2 separate regions of the Mus musculus genome follow, and region 2 is linked to region 1. Evidence: chromatin contacts called from public Hi-C data. All regions are on one chromosome and are shown on one strand. The core of a region is the stretch at or near the end of the contact, and the rest is flanking DNA. Distances in the headings are between cores, read along the strand shown.

Region 1 (4,891 bases), core at 1,958-4,457:
CTGCTCTGGAACCCAGGACCCAGCAGATGGCTCCGGGTCCCATGTAGCCGAGGGGCACAGCCTGCTCCTAGGCTACTACTTCAGCTCACAAGGACTTCTAGGACCCTTCCATGGAGGGGTGTGTGGGAGAGCTGTCTGGGCACAATTACTTCCTTTCCATGAGACGCCTTAGCAAGTTGCCCACTCTGAGTTTCAATCCTCCTCTGCAAAACAGTCAAGGTTTTCTAGGAATGGGCACAATGACTGGTGCACTGTCAGCTCTCACAGGAGCCTAGTGAGCACTTTATATGAAGACCTGTTACCTTACACCTGTCCCAGGAAGCTATGGAGGGCAGCTCTGCTGCTCCAGGCCCTTGGCAATGCCAGGACTGCCCGTTTTATTGGAACACTAGATAGCGAAGGCCAACCTCACTCACCACAAGCACGTCACCCTTGGTGCCATCCTTCTCCACCACGTACCAGGGCTCTCTCAAGCCGCTGATCTTAGCTCTCTGGCCCAAAGTGTACAGGAACCAACCTATGAAATAGTATTCCAGGGGTGCATCTCAGCTCTCACAAATGGGGAGGTTATGGATTGCTACGAGGCGTGCTGGCTTAGCCCTAACCATACACCTGTGTACAGCCTGCCTTGGCTTCAGGTCTCGAGGGATGTGACAGTGACTAGGATGACACTAAGCCTGACACAGATGCTAGCTCTTTCATCTGGTGGCTCTGACCTCCATGGGCACAGCTCTCCAAACAGGTCTTGTGCTTACTGAGCACATTCCTTGTATCCATGCCACACCCACCTCATGCACGGGCAGGCCACCTGCTCCCCAGCTCTACCTCCACAGGAATGCGTGTGCCCTGGCAGAGGCAATCTGGCAGGATTCATCCACCTCCTAACCGCTGGATGCTAGGAAGAGCAGCACTGTCTCCAGCAAGGTCAATATAACACCCAGTTCAGCTGGGTCTCTCCCTGCTTCCTCCACAAGCCCTGTCCTTCCAGCTAGTCCCACAGTTCAGGCTAGACATCAAGTCTCAGGAGGCATGTCGCCTCTGTTCCCACTTAAGGGTGTGAGCACTTGCGACTGACTGCCTCTGTCCTCACTCTGCACAGTGCATCATGGTTGTCTGGCTCTGTGATTACGTGAACGGCACCCATGTGCTCCTCAGTCACCTGGCTCTGAGGTCAGCTATGTTCTTTCTCCAGCGGCACTTCCTACAGTCTGCTACAGCATCTCTTAGTAATGTATCACAGACACAGTCTCACTCCAGCTCTGAATCTAGGGATTACAACACACAGCAAATCCCTGTCAGAGTGACTGCTCATGCAGCATGTACCCAGCCCAGCCCAGCCCAGCCCTCAAGGCCTCCGGAGCCCTGCATGGAACGGACAGGAGTTAGCCTTGGCCTTTGCTTCCCCGAGCTGGCAGGACTCACCTTTGTGTGTTCCCAGAACTGTATTATCCTCGATAGAAACAAACTTTCCAGGCCGAGGCTGCAAATACTGGAAGACAGGTTTCATCACTACTGGAGACCCAGGCCCAGAGCAGACAGCCACTCATGTCAGACGACACTCACCTGAAGAAGGAAATGCTCCAAGTTTCTCTTACCAATGAAGCAGATGCCCATGCTCTGGAACGAGAGGAAGGTCAACATGGTGTGAGCAGAAGCCAGGAGGCAACCAGGGAACAGGGAGCTGGGCTGGGCTAGGAGGGGAGAGAGCAGGCTGTGTTGCAGGAGGCTCCAGATACAGGAGCTGAGGGCCTAGAGAATGTCTTGTCTTTCCAAGTTTGGCTTCAAAGTAGATGCTATCGTGTAAACACACTGCATCGCCATCTGCAACTAGACTGTTGGAAAACCTATGAGCAAACCAGGAGAGCAACCTAGACTGCTCAGTGCTGGAGAGCCAGGGACCAAGGTGGATGCAGGAAGTAGGGCCAGGCAGACTCGGGGCAGCAGGGAGTCAGGGAGAAGACTGGTGTAGCTGGCTAGGCCCTTCACAGTCCAGACAAGAAGCTGACCGCCCCAGGACTATTCTGGGCAAGCAGCTCTGTAATTATTCCTCAGTGTGTGTCTCTCTATAACAAAGGCCAAGAGACCAGGGATCTTCCCATATATTGCAGTGACTCCCTCAGTTCCTACCAATGGAGAAATCCTGTCAGCTGAGCAACAGGGAAGACGTACAATGGGCAAGCGATGTTCTTTTTGACAATGTGGACTTGCTGATAAAAGGCACAGTCATGCGTCTTCCCAGAAGACTGGTGTAAGTGGTGACTACAGCTGAGCTAATGTCTCCTGAAACCTTAACTACCGGGGCTGCCCACAGGCTCCCAGCCCTCTCTCCACAGGGGTCAGCATGGCTTCCAGATGCAGGAGTGTGATGGTCTCTCACAGGGAGCTGAGAAGGCAGGCACGGACTGTCACTGTCTCCTCGGATAGGCAGCACTGTGTACAGATGGCTGCAGACTCCTGCCTCATGGGATGAACTAGCGTGGCTGCTCTCTGCTGGCTAAGCCAACTACTGTGTCTACAGAGAAAGCAGTCAACCACAGCAGGGACGAGGGAGCAGGAAGGAGAAGGGAGGCCTCGGGTGCTCCCCCCCTGCAGCCGCACTCTGTGGCTTGGCCCGGCAGAGGGTCCACAGAGCCCAGCCCTGCCTGTACCATGACAACATGGATGCATACATTCACGGACCAGTGGCAAGCTGCTCACGCCTACCTCTCTCTTCTGAAGCACGTGATGGAGGCTATTCTCCGCGGCTATTTTCTTTACAAAATCTTTTGTTAGTTCCCCCAGGGGAAAGATGGTCCTTCTCAGGGCATCCTGGGAAACCTGGCTGAGAAAGAAGGTCTGGTCTTTAAAGCTGTCAGCTGCTTGGAGAAGTTTTACGGCTGCCAAAAGTAAAGAACAAAAGTCATTGCTGGAGCACAGATAATGACTCTGCTTTAATGCCCTTCTGTGTGAGCAGTTACCCCAAGTCTGCCACAAGCAAAACCCATTGAAAAGACTATGGGAGAAAAACAAAGCATGGCTAGTGCTCAGGAAATGCTGGCCCTGGTTTATTTATTAGGGACAATACAAGGAACGTCGATTTTACATACAGAAATTTCTCCGCGCTGGTAATTTCAACTGTAAGACTTTCACACAGTAAACACTGTATGAGAAGACTGCAGTGAGAAGCACCGACCTTCATAACTCTAGTCATGGCTGGGACGGGACAAGACCATTCATCCAGAACAATGCTGAACTAGCGTCAGCAGTGTGCTTGCCTAACACCTGCAGGTGTGAAGTGTGCAAAGAAACACAGCAGGCTTTGGCCTTCAGCCCAGCCTCGGTGGAGACAGCTCTGTAGAACGCACCTCCTCGGTGGAAACTGCTTTGCTCATGTCCAGACCGACATGTTAGCAGCCTTGCTGTAGTCTCTAGCACTCTCCACATAACTGTAAAGAATTCTTACTGCATATACACAAGTGTGAGTGGCACTGGCCCTGGTGAGTTTCGAGCCTGAGAAGGTGGCCAGGTAAATTTCCCATTCAGTCAGTCCCACTCATGTCTGTGGCTGGTGGGGCTGACGGGCAGATCCGCTTCCCGACCCCTTCCTCACATATAGTACTAGGAGACATCCCATTAGTGAAATTCGAAACACTCCACACACACCAGCTCAACTCTGAGTGTGCACACGTGTTTGAGAGTCTGTCCATATCAGTACACGAGTGTGGAGGTCACATGACATCCTCAACTGCTGCTCCTCTGGCATCTTCTTTCTAGAGATGGTCTCTCACTGGCTCAAACTCACCAACTAGACTAGGCAGTTTAGTCTCTTTTTGCCTCCAGCATTGGGGTTATACGTAGATGCCACCATGCCTGGCGTTCTTACATGGGTTCCAGGGACTGAACCCCATTTCCCCAGCTCCATGGTTTAAGCCCACTGCACAAGTTGTATAGCAGCCAGCGGTAAGCATCATACTGCCTGCATGTTTCCAGCCGCTGGCTTTCATCTCCTTGTAATGGAGAATACCCTCTCCGCCATGGTTTCAGTGACACCTAAGGGCTGCCCAAGATGACGCAGAGCTGAAAGGCTGTGCTGTGGACTGACCTGCCTCCTGTTTTTGTCCTGTTACTCTGTCTGTCAAAAACAATGCACCTGTTTGCTGACATAAGGCTACAATCCAATCTGTCTCAAAACAAAATGCTCTCAAATAGTGTTTGTGTGCATTGGGGGGGGGGGGGGGGGGCGTTGAGTTATTTTGTCCTGGATCGTTTTGACTATCTTTTGAGCCTCCCAAGTGCTGACATTATAGGTATGTATCCCACATCTACCTTCTGAGTTACTTTAAAATTCACTGAGAACCTATGACTTTAAAACAGGAAGATGGTAACACGACCAAATGTGCCATAGAGGGAAAGAGCAGGACGGAGCCACATCTGGTCCAGAGATTGATCATTTCTGAACTCCTGTTGTTCTTTCTGATCCGCCACATACTACACCATGTTCACATGAAAACTGCTGGCTACACAGCCAGGTCCCCAACAACTACAGCCATCCCCCAGCTGATCTGTTCTGCTCCGCTTGCATGAGCCACTTGTACGATCCCCTAGGGCTCAGACCAGAGACACACAGCTCTGGTTTGCCTAAAACGCACACTGAAAACCAAGACACTGTGAAACTACCACACGCAAGTCAGTCAACACAGTGCTTGACTGTCTGAGGAGAACCAGAATAAGTGGGGGGCAAACAAAGGCGAGCATGTCCTCGGCACGAGCGGATGACACTATTCATGCCGGGAAACGACTCTCCCTCTGCGTGGGACCCTCTTAAGACCATTCCCATTATCACCATCAAAGATTTTCCCAAAGACTGCACATGTAATAACCTAGACAGTAAGTTTCTGGTTCACCCTCCTCA
Region 2 (4,752 bases), core at 798-3,297, 230 kb before region 1:
ATGATCCATAACAGTAGTAAAAGTTACAGTTATGAAGTAGCAACCAAAATAATCTTATGGTTGGGGGTCGCCACAACATGAGGAATTGTATTAAAGGGCTGCAGCAGCAGGAGAACCACTGAGAACCATTGCTGTAAATTCTAAGTTGATCAGAGCAGGTTCAACGCTCGGTTGGGCCTGAAGGTGGTGTGTCCCAGGCACACAACACCACAAGTTTTTGTCTCAGGGAGGATGGGGGAGGAGTTGCCCTTAAATGCTTTTCTAGAGAGTTCTATTCAGCTCACAATCATAGAGGCTACCCTCTCCCCTCTCCTCTCCCCTCTCCCCCCTCCCCTTTCCCCCTGCCTACTCCTCCTTCCCTCTCTTCTCCCCCCTCCCCTCCCTCTCTCCTTCTACCCCTCCCCCTCTCTTCTTTCCCTTTCTCTGTCTCCTTCTCCTCCCCCTCCTCTTCCCCCTCCCCTCCCCTCTTCCCTTCTCTTCTCGCCCTTTCCCTCTCTTCCTCCCCTCTCTTCTCTTCCTTCCCCTCCTCCTCCCTCTCCTCTTCCCCCTCCCTTCCTCTCCTTCTACCCCTCCCTCTCCTCCTTCCTTCTGTCCTCCCCATCTCCTCCTTCCTCTCTCCCCTCCCCCTCTCCTCCTTCTCCCCCCTCCTCCTCCCTCATGCCAAGACCCACAGTACTTACTCAGTCTTCTCATGTTTTCAGTTAACCTGAGAGAGAGAAAGAGAGAGAGAGAGAGAGAGAGAGAGAGAGAAAGAGAGAGTCAGTCTTAGTGTGAAGTCACCAACAGCTCAGCATGCCACTCTGAGAAAACACCACTACTAACTAGTATGAGGGCAGCAAGGAGGACATCCAAGTGCCTGGGACCCTCAGGAGCCTGGAGACAATGCACAGTGACCAGAGCACAGTACTGAGTGCCCTTGGGTACCCTTGCAGCTCAGGAGGCACCTTGATGGTCTGGCTCTCTAGAACCCCTGGGGCCCATGAGAACGTCTGCTTATGGGGAGCCTCTGTCTACGGACCCGGTCCATGAACCGTCAAGTGATCCAACCCCCACGATGGACACCGGGCACACACAACCCTCACGTGACTTTTGTCACAAAGCACAAGTCAGTCAACATGGATGGGACATGATTCTACTTTCCCACGAGCCCCTCCGAGGAGGTGGCCCAGAAACATAGGCACAGGGGGTCTTTAGGAGCTTGTGGCAGCCCCTTCCACAGGATATCAAGACTGACTGGCCCACTGATGCTTAGTGCGGGGCCCTGGTCCTAGCATGAAGACCCTTGGTCTCGGTGAGGCGCCCCTACCTGCGGGCGCTGAGGGGCTCCTCCGTCTCTACTGTGTTCTCCTCTGGTTGGAAGCGGAAGTCCTCGATGTATTCCCCAAACCTCTCATAGAACCACTTCTGTACACGGGAGGCCAAGCCCTGGCTGCGGCGCTCTGTGGGGAGGAGCAGACATCAGAGAGGGGTGCTGCAGGGTCTACACAGCCCCTCCTGAGGTGGGATGGAGAGGTAGGGCAGGCATGGGGCCTCACAGAAAATGTCAGTCTGGGTGGGGATAAGGGAAAGGTTTATAGGAGTGAAGGCTACACTCCGGAGCGAGGTGTGAAGGGCCCAGCCAGAGGAGCCTGTGAAGGAAGGCCTTAGCTCCCTGAAGACACTAGGTTCAAACCAAAAGATGCAGGCCATAGCCACCCAGCCACAGAGACCCTCCAAAGCATGATGTCTCCAGCCTCACACTTGACCGCAGCAATCTCCAGACCTCAAATTCCCAGCAACCTTGGGCTTATGTCCAGGCCGTGTCTGACCATGGGAAGAGGCTGAGGGAGTTCACCATGCCAGGTCCTGGGGTCCAGCCAGTGTGTGTAGGGCACAGTGGGCTACAAGGCCCAGAGACCAAGCTGCTGGCCAAGGTGAGCTCACAGAGATCGGCTGTGTCTCACAACCCAAGAGAAGGCCAGGGCTGAGGCTGCCTGGCAGTGCCCCCAGACTGCACCCTAAAGAAAACAAGATGTGGAGTTGCCTGCAGGGGGCACTGCTCCACCATAATTTAAAAGCCTGGGACTGGCAGGCAGCACTCAAACACCACCAGACACCTGGGGTGCCATAAACACAGATATCATGTATTAATTAAAACTTAAAGAAAACACACCAGGTGTGCTGTGGAGTCAGAGAGAGTGGACAATAGTCAATGTAAACAAAGTTGAGGGACATGGGTCACTAGAGTGGAGGCTACGGGGTAGGGGGAGAAGGTAGGTGGGCTGAGATATGTGTCTTCTGGGGCTACCCAGACAGCCTGCAGGCCTATCTGGCTTTATTACCATCACCAAGGTTTGCAGGTGGATCCAGGTAGGCACAGAAGCTTGTATGGGAGCCAAAGGCCGTCTAAAGGCCAGGCAAAAGACTGGCCAGCCTGTGTCTCCATTGGATTATTTATGGACACTGGACACACGGTTCAGTTACTGGAAAATCACCTTCCTTGTGTTTTTTTCCCCAAGCATTTAAATATATAAAACGCTATTTAAAAGTGTAAGTCCAGGCTGGGCATGATGCGGGACATCAGAAGTCCCAACACTGGTCAGGGAGCCTGATGCAGGAGGATCAGCCTGGGCTACACAGAGAGACCTTGCCTCATGAAATCAAAATGTAAAAAAGAAAACCTGACAGGGTCTATCTATGGGTTGTGGACCCCAGCCGGATCCAGGGAACATGGCCATCTGCCTGTAGGAAGCAGGTCTTCAGTCGGTCCTGAAGTCCTAAGGCCCCTGCTTGACTTCCAGGGTGGGGGATGTTTTCTGCCACACGTAGAGCTAGCTTCTTAGGAAGGAAAAGGCCTAAAGCAGTGCTTCATGCTCCAAGGGGTACAGCTGAGGTCCAGGGATAGACTGAGGCAGGTGTCTGCCTGATAACCAGATTCCTTCATTTATCTAGGATGTGGCAGAGCCAGGGTGTGGTCCCTCTCCTCTACCACATCCTTCCTGTCTTGGAGGGTGATCGAGGGCCACAGTGTGGAGAAGGCACACAGTCCCACACAGCCCACCACACCTGGAGACCACGCAATCAAAGTAAGGTTTGTGGGTGGAGAGATGGCTCAGTGGCTAGAAGTGCCAGCTAATCTTTCAGAGGACACTTGTTCGATTCCCAGCACCCACATGGTAGCTTACAAACATCTGTAACTCCAGTTCCGAGAGATTCTATGCCCCTTCTTCCAGCCTCCATGGGCACCAGATACTTATATGGTACAGACACACATGACGGCAAAACACTCGTACGTATAAAATAAAAATAGATCTTTTTTTAAAAGAGAAAAAAATAGGCCGGGCAGTGGTAGTGCACGCCTTTAATCCCAGCACTTGGGAGGCAGGGGCAGGCACATTTCTGAGTTCAAGGCCAGCCTGGTCTACAAAGTGAGTTTCAGGACAGCCAGGACTACACAGAGAAACCCTGTCTCGAGAAATCAAAAATAAATAAATAAATAAAATTTTTTAAAAAGGCCTGACCTTAATGAGAAGACAAAGGGTCCCCAGCCCCTGTGAAGGAGCAAGGAGCTGGGTGACCCGAGTTCTCAAGCCTCACTGCCACCAAGCACTAAGGGTCTTGGGGTCTTCTGTGCTGCTCCTGGCCTGGTAATCAAGATTCACAAGCTAAGGGCTCTCCATCTAAGCCTGGGAACTGGCCAGGGATCCTCCGGATGGCCCGAGGAGGCCACCTCCCAGGGGATGCAGCTGCCAGACCTGCACTGGGGCTGGCTGCCAGTGGGTGGAGTGAGGCTGGACCTGGGAGAACCTTAGGAATGGCCTCCTCTTCTGGGCCTCTTCCTGATGCTGGCAGCCCAGAGCCAATGACCTAAGCCATAGCTTATGCCAAGCTTCCTGGCATAGGGAGGGAGAGTCTTGTGAATGGTCAGTATGCTGGACGGACACTGTCTGTCAGGGTGCAGCCAGGACCTGCAAGAAGTACACAGAGGACAGAGCTCCCTTCTCCTCTAAAGGGCAACTCTAGAAGCTGAAGTATGTCACAAGATGGATGTGAGCGCTAAGGCAGGGAGCAAGGGGACGTGCCCACATGGGATGACTAGTCATGGGGAACAGGTCAGTGAGTGAACGTAGCAAAGCCAGTGTGTGCCTTTTGGTGCCTCTCAGGAGGCCTGGCCAAACTAGACAACACGTCATGTCTGTGCACGGAAATGAGATCACCTTCGGGGTGACTTAAGCCACAGTGAGGGCACTGACCCAGTTTTGGTGGCAGGAGAGTCCCATATGGGAGAGCCCTGGCTAGGGAGAGAACCACCCCTTCCCAGGGGGGCCTACCTGTGCCTGTGCCATTGCTGGCCTGGCTCTGTCCCTTTGGTGGCTGCTGAGGCTGTGCTGGCTGCTCCTCGGACCTTAAAGGGGACAAAGGCAAAGTTCATGAAGCAAACGCCTGCAGCCCTCGTGGAAGTGCACTTCGGGGGACAGGTGGGATCTGTCGGCTCCCGAAGCCCTGAAGGCCGGAGGGCTGTTGAGGACAGAGCCCAGCAAGCACCAAGGTGCTTTCCCCATGGGTGTATGGTCTATTTTTCAACAGGCAAGTGAAGTCACATAAGCAAGAGGCTCTCGCCATTCCTATTAATTTTAATAGAATTGTTGGTTTCATCCTTAAGCCCAGGGAAAAAAATAGCTTACTAATGAGAATATCACACACCTCTCTATCCACACTAGGCCAAAGCTGGGTGATACTCCAATATGGTTAGGCTGGGTTCACACCAGTCAC

Evidence for each region. A called contact is a pair of places that touch in the nucleus more often than the background predicts.
Region 2: a Hi-C map of cerebellum shows a contact between it and region 1, with 3 times the contacts expected there. The contact joins two enhancer-like sites. A contact is called at or near these places in 14 of 39 promoter capture datasets (the HPC-7 cell line, HPC-7-derived erythroid cells, Sertoli cells and 9 more), 6 of 15 datasets of contacts at CTCF or cohesin (CD8 T cells, the NIH/3T3 cell line, embryonic stem cells and 2 more), 213 of 484 Hi-C or Micro-C datasets (the 63-12 cell line, 8-cell embryo, the AML12 cell line and 113 more), 35 of 115 datasets of contacts at active chromatin or transcription factors (the 230-238 cell line, CD4 single positive thymocytes, DN3 thymocytes and 21 more) and 5 of 9 other capture datasets (adipose tissue, embryonic stem cells, embryonic tail and 2 more).

Annotation. Positions count from the first base shown.
Region 1 is chr15:85,890,552-85,895,442 of GRCm38.p6, reverse strand. Trmu (tRNA 5-methylaminomethyl-2-thiouridylate methyltransferase) reads right to left here. Exons shown (of 11, transcript NM_028063.2): 5 at 2,704-2,876; 6 at 1,564-1,617; 7 at 1,423-1,489; 8 at 417-517. Among named protein-coding and RNA genes, the nearest start is that of Trmu, 14 kb to the right of the region's middle. Within about 2 kb of position 3,207, at least 21 of the 459 cell types and tissues checked have an H3K27ac peak or open chromatin away from gene starts, as enhancers often do. A contact at or near this core is called in cerebellum and neural stem cells, where this site is marked.
Region 2 is chr15:86,121,811-86,126,562 of GRCm38.p6, reverse strand. Gramd4 (GRAM domain containing 4) reads right to left here. Exons shown (of 19, transcript NM_001379572.1): 5 at 4,311-4,384; 6 at 1,307-1,439; 7 at 681-706. Among named protein-coding and RNA genes, the nearest start is that of Gm15722, 33 kb to the right of the region's middle. Within about 2 kb of position 2,047, at least 13 of the 459 cell types and tissues checked have an H3K27ac peak or open chromatin away from gene starts, as enhancers often do. A contact at or near this core is called in cerebellum and neural stem cells, where this site is marked.